Linked DNA regions of Mus musculus: region 2 is linked to region 1. Evidence: chromatin contacts called from public promoter capture Hi-C data. All regions are on one chromosome and are shown on one strand. The core of a region is the stretch at or near the end of the contact, and the rest is flanking DNA. Distances in the headings are between cores, read along the strand shown. Region 1 holds the start of Grb14 (growth factor receptor bound protein 14). Region 2 holds the start of Ttc21b (tetratricopeptide repeat domain 21B).

Region 1 (2,755 bases), core at 152-2,651:
AGGTTGACTTAGGGAAACAGGTGCCAGGACCAGATGATATCTAAGTTGGTCAGAGAACAAAGAGTGTGTAAACTCTCTGAAAGTCCTCCACGGTGCACAGGATGTAGGATACTTCATGAAAAGCAGGGACAGAAGTCCGGATTTCAGGGTATGGTTGCTGCATCCTGGAAGAACACAATGCCTCTACTGTTTCATTGCCTAGGTTGACATGGAAGCTTATGGGATGAATCCTGAGTGCATCTGTTAACTAAGAGCTAAGCAGGGCCTTGCCCTGGGTTGCTTGGGGACCCTAATATTCTTATGTATAAAATGAGGCAAGTAGTAGATTCATGGAATAGTTAGGAGAGCAAGGCAGAATGTGGAAAATATGAGAAAGATGCTCTCATTAAAAAAAGAAAAGAACTGGGCAGTGGTGGCACAGGCCTTTAATCCCAGCACTTGGGAGGCAGAGGCAGAGGCAGGCAGATTTCTGAGTTCGAGGCCATCCTGGTCTACAGGGTGAGTTCCAGGCCAGACAGGGCTACACAGAGAAACCCTGGTCTCCAAAAACCAAAAAAAAAAAAAAATTAATTAATAACTAAGTAAAAATATAAAAAATAAATAAAAAGAAAAGAAAAGAAAGAAAGAAGGAAAGAAGGAAAGAAGGAAAGAAGGAAAGAAGGAAAGAAGGAAAGAAGGAAAGAAGGAAAGAAAGAAAGAAAGAAAGAAAGAAAGAAAGAAAGAAAGAAAGAAAGAAAGAACGAACACAAGGAAAAAACTCTATTAATAATCCCAGGCACCTTGAGATTCATTCAGGTTTTACTGAGAATTCTCACCAGTTCAAAGGAGTTTTTCTAAGACAGCAACCCTGATTTTTCCTCACTTTACTCCATCTCTTGCCACGGAGGAAAAGGAAAGGGGTGGTGGGGGAGGGAGCGCGGGGTGGGGGGCGGGACTGGAGAATACATTGCCCTAAGATTTCCTCCTGGTTTGCCAGTACTGTGGGTCTGTCTTGATGATCAAGCCACAGCTTAGGTGATCTCCCGTGGCCCTACTGGCACGGAAGGGTCTAAGGACCAGTTCTGCCTGGACCCAGGCAGATTGGAGGTCGGTCCTCCTAGCCCAGAGTGGCACTCGGCCCGCGGGACTTTCAGCCTTGTGCTGGGTCACCCACTTGGGAAAGCGGCGGTGGGACTTAGGGAGCCTGAGGTCGAGGTCCCCACGCTTCAGGAGAGTGACACCAGCGCCCCCGAGTGCCCGGGCTACGCGCAGGGCCCGCCAGGCTGGCGCTCCATCCTCCCCGCCCCCCAGCACCGCTCTTCCCGGTCCCCACCCTCTACGTCCCCACCCTCCTCCTCCGCCCCCGCCCCTCCCCCGCTCCCCGCCCCACCGCGTCCCAGCCGCCCTGGCCGTGAGCGCAGGCGGCCCTGCCACCGCACCTGCAAGGCGCTCGCTGCCTGCAACCGCTCGGCTCTGCTCGCCCCCAGCCCTTCGTAGCTTTCGCCTCGCGGTCGATGACTCCCTAGACCCCTGGCCTACGACCATGACCACGTCCCTGCAAGACGGGCAGAGCGCCGCGGGCCGGGCAGGCGCCCAGGATTCGCCGCTGGCAGTGCAGGTGTGCCGCGTTGCCCAGGGCAAGGGAGACGCCCAGGACCCGGCGCAGGTCCCCGGACTGCACGCGCTGTCCCCCGCCTCCGATGCGACCCTCCGCGGTGCCATAGACAGGTAGGCAGCTTCGTGGTGGTGTCCGGGTCAGCAATCCGCTCTTGGGGTATGGAGGCGGCCCAGGGGTGAGTGTGTGCCCAGAGCCGGACCAAGTTTGGAAAGTGTCTGAAGACAATTCCCTTGGAGCCAGATCCCGCGGGGTCAGGAGGGCACCACGATCTCCAGGTGCCCTGTTATAAATAGCATCACGGGGTGGTGGAGAGCGGTCTGTCTCACCTTTGCCCTTTGGGGTGAACCAGAAGGCTTCACTCCAGACTGACCACATTCAGCTGCTGGGTGGCCCTTTTCCTATTACACTATAGGCTTCAAAAATCCAAGCTTGAATGTGTTCACCTCCCACGTAGATAGAGTCTTCCAAGGACCCGGGAGAGGCAGAGCAGGGGTTGACATTTGAGCCGTCTTTATGTTCCACAGGAAAGGGCAGCGGCTTTCCAAGGTTTCTCATCTCCACAGCAATGAGCATTAAGTGCCTTTGGAGTTGTCATACTTAGGAAAGAAAAAGGCGAGAAGAGCTTAAGAATCCGTGGCTTTTTGCAGTCGCACATCTAAATACCACTCCTGCTTCTTTGTCAGGATTTGCAAAGCGCTCTGACTTCAGTCAAGTTAAAATAACTCCCCAGTGGCCTAGCGTTACATTCCTGCTAACACATTCTATTGACTTACCTTCCCAGAAGGACTGCCTTGGTGTTCTGTATCTATAAGCACTTGAAAAATTAGCAGACTGTGTGTGGGCAACATTGTGAATGAAATTCGAAGTGAGATGAACCACATCTATATTTAATAAATCATAACTTCCAGCAGTGATGAGTAAAAAAAAAATCCTGGGGATGAGTTTACTGGATGTAACTTACAGATTTTGTCAATTTAATAGGAGCCAGGAAATGGCACACTCCCCTGGGTAATGTTTGCATAAATCATGATGTAGCCTGTGTTGGTGTTCAGGAAAGCCCTAAGTACAGGAAATGGAGTGTCAATGCCTCCCAAGGCTTTTCTTCTTCTTCTTTTCTTTTTCTGTGAGATGGGGTGGGGGAGGTGGTATAGAATTATT
Region 2 (2,755 bases), core at 185-2,684, 1.2 Mb before region 1:
TTATATGATGCTCAAAAATGTGGAAACTGGTGGTTTTCACTGGGATACAGTGCGATATTTCAGTGCACACATACAAAGAGCAGGGGTCACATTGGAATAATTAGCATCCCCACTGCTTTGTCATGACCTTAAGTACCTCTCTTCTTGATAAGATAGAATTCTAGAACTGTCTACATCATTCTGCCTGTTTTTTTTTAATTGAAATGGATTCTTCTCTCATCCCAACCACAGTTCCCCCACCCCACTCTTCCTAGCTTTTCACCACATCCGCTTCTCCATTCCTTTAGATCCATTCCCCCTCCCTCTCCTCTTCAGAAAGAAGTAGGCTTCTAAGAGATGACAGCCAAACAGGACCAAAATACAGTAAGACAAGGTAAAAGATCTCATACGGAGGATGGAGAAAGCAACCCGATTGAAGGAAGAGTCCTAAGAGCAGGCAGGAGGCCCACTAAAACATCAGTATAACGGCCACAGCTGCCTGCAGTCCTTTAAAGAATACAAGCAGAAACAAATTAGTGTGTCTAGATGCCCCTCTCAGTCAGCTTGCTGGATCTCATGATAAATACACTGGTGAAGATCTTCTAAGGAAGGCTGCCAGGAAGCAAACAGAAAAGCAAAAAGAAAAGCAAACAGCAAGTCCATGGTCCCAATGTCTTCTTCAAGGTCACGTGAGAATCTTCTAAAGTCCTTTCATTTGGCCTCATCTATCAAAGGTTCCACCACTCCCAACAGCACACGGGCTGGGGAACATTCAGCACGTGTGTCTTTGAGGGACAGTTTAGATCCAAACTACAGCAAACACTTAAGAAATAGAAATCTAAAAGAGGTAACCACATATTTTTAAATAAGACTTTGGGGGTGGAAATCTGGCGGAGCAGTTTAATAAGCACTCGAATAGCAAAATTACAGCAGCGCCTGAAAAGATTTAGAACAAGCCCAAGCCAGGCTTCAAGGTTTTTGCCGAACTGTGATTTTTCTGCGCCACCTTGTGGCCCAGACACGATTACTACACGTGTCAGGTAAATCATTTTCCCTGGTCAAGTACTAAGCCGCATTGCGCAAATCGGCTTCCACAAAAAATGCTGAGAAAATGGAGTCGGCCTTTGTTTGCAGGGATGAAAAGCGGCATGGCTCTCCCTCCTATTTGCTGCTTCATCATCTTTATTCTTTAATCTCATATCTCTTGCTCCACCCAATCCCTCCTCCTCGCGCCGTTTCCAGGCTGGACCTCCCTCCTCTAGCCCCACAACTCGGCAGCACTCAATGCTCAGCGGATTCCAGCCCCAGTCGCCCTCGCGGTCCTCCCTCGGGGTTCCCTCCTCGCCTGCTCCGGTGGCCCCCTCCTTCCTAGTCCTACAACTAAGCTCCGCCCCCTCACGCCGACAACCAATGGAGATCGGGCCACGCCCCTCGTGCTGCACGCCGCGTCCCTTAGGGTTTGAGGGCCCGGGAAGTGGGTCTGAACCCCTAACCCTGCGGCGGGCAGCGGTGGGCACCCTCCGGGTAGCCGGCGGCCATGGACTCCCAGGGGCTGAAGGTGAGCGGGCGGCGCGGGGCGTGGGCAGGGCGAGTGGACTGCGAGGTACAGGGTGGCTCGGGCAGCTGATGGTGAGAGCCTGCGGCCTTGGCGGAGATGCTGCGCCCCCCGCCGGGATGATCCCGAGGGCTCAACCACTGCCTTGCGGTTAACGGCCAGCCCCCAGCCTCCTGCTTATGTTGGCTTTGGACTTCTCCTGGGAAAGCCTGCTTAGTCTCCAAGTGTGATTTCTAGGGACTTAGCGAGCTAATGTCCTCTACCCGGCACTCACCTTTGCAAGCGGTTAACGAAAGTCCTTTAAAAGGAGGAGTATTATAGATTATGAAAATGGTCTTCCCATAGTTGCACTCAGCATATATTTCAGAAATGGTGAAAAACAAGGACAAGGTTTGGAAGCCTTTCGCGATCATTCCCCTCCCCTCCCCTCGCATCCCCTCCCCTCCCCTCTGTCCACTTTGGGACCTGTTCAGTATTTGTGGAGCGCTTTTTCTTGGGTGACTCCCGGAAGTTGGAGCTAGCTGAACAGACTCCTGGACATGAGATTTACTCATTCAAAAATCCAACACTGGAAAAAGTTCTTAGTACATTTAGCAAGCATTGGTTGACTGCCTTCTGTGTGTTTTGCACTATTTTCTAAGTACTTGCAATACTGCAGTAAAGGTGCTTAGTCTTGCAACTTTCACTTGATTTATGAGGGCTGACCCCACAAGCTATTAAACACATGAATGTCATGAGAACTACTGATTATATTCAGAGGACAGTGGGTGCTGACAGTTAGGGAAGACCGAAAGGTTTGGCTTTTTTTTTTTTTTTTTAATGAATTTCTACATTACCTTTTCAAGTTTTTCCTCCAACTCTTTTACATGTTTTATCCCTCATTTTATCCAAATGAGTTCTGCACTAAAACCACTTTAGTGATAAAACCATTATTAAACTTCTCATCACTTAGCACAGGAGCGAGTCGTGTCCTAAAACTGAGGCTGCTGACCTTGGCTTCTTCCCTTTCCAGTTTGATCAGTGCAATATTCTATCTAGAACAAGGTTCTTGAACAAGGAGTGGCAAGCACCGTCTACAAAATGCCAGATGGTACCTACTTTAGTATCTCTGTCCATCTGCAGTGACGTTGGTAAGCAGCTGTGGATGTACCTAAATGAAGGAGCATCCTCATATGCCAGTACATCTTCATGAGCTCTAACGTTTGTCTATGAAAGGTTTTC

The links. Promoter capture Hi-C pulls out the DNA fragments that hold promoters and counts their contacts.
Region 2: a contact with region 1 is called in a promoter capture Hi-C map of pre-B cells, with 7 times the contacts expected there. The contact joins the promoter of Ttc21b here to the promoter of Grb14 in region 1. A contact is called at or near these places in 2 of 39 promoter capture datasets (hippocampal neurons and pre-B cells).

The regions. Positions count from the first base shown.
Region 1 is chr2:65,021,412-65,024,166 of GRCm38.p6, reverse strand. It overlaps Grb14 (growth factor receptor bound protein 14), which reads left to right and starts at 1,401. Exons shown (of 14, transcript NM_016719.1): 1 at 1,401-1,707. The coding sequence starts at 1,523.
Region 2 is chr2:66,255,296-66,258,050 of GRCm38.p6, reverse strand. It overlaps Ttc21b (tetratricopeptide repeat domain 21B), which reads left to right and starts at 1,434. Exons shown (of 29, transcript NM_001047604.2): 1 at 1,434-1,537. The coding sequence starts at 1,517.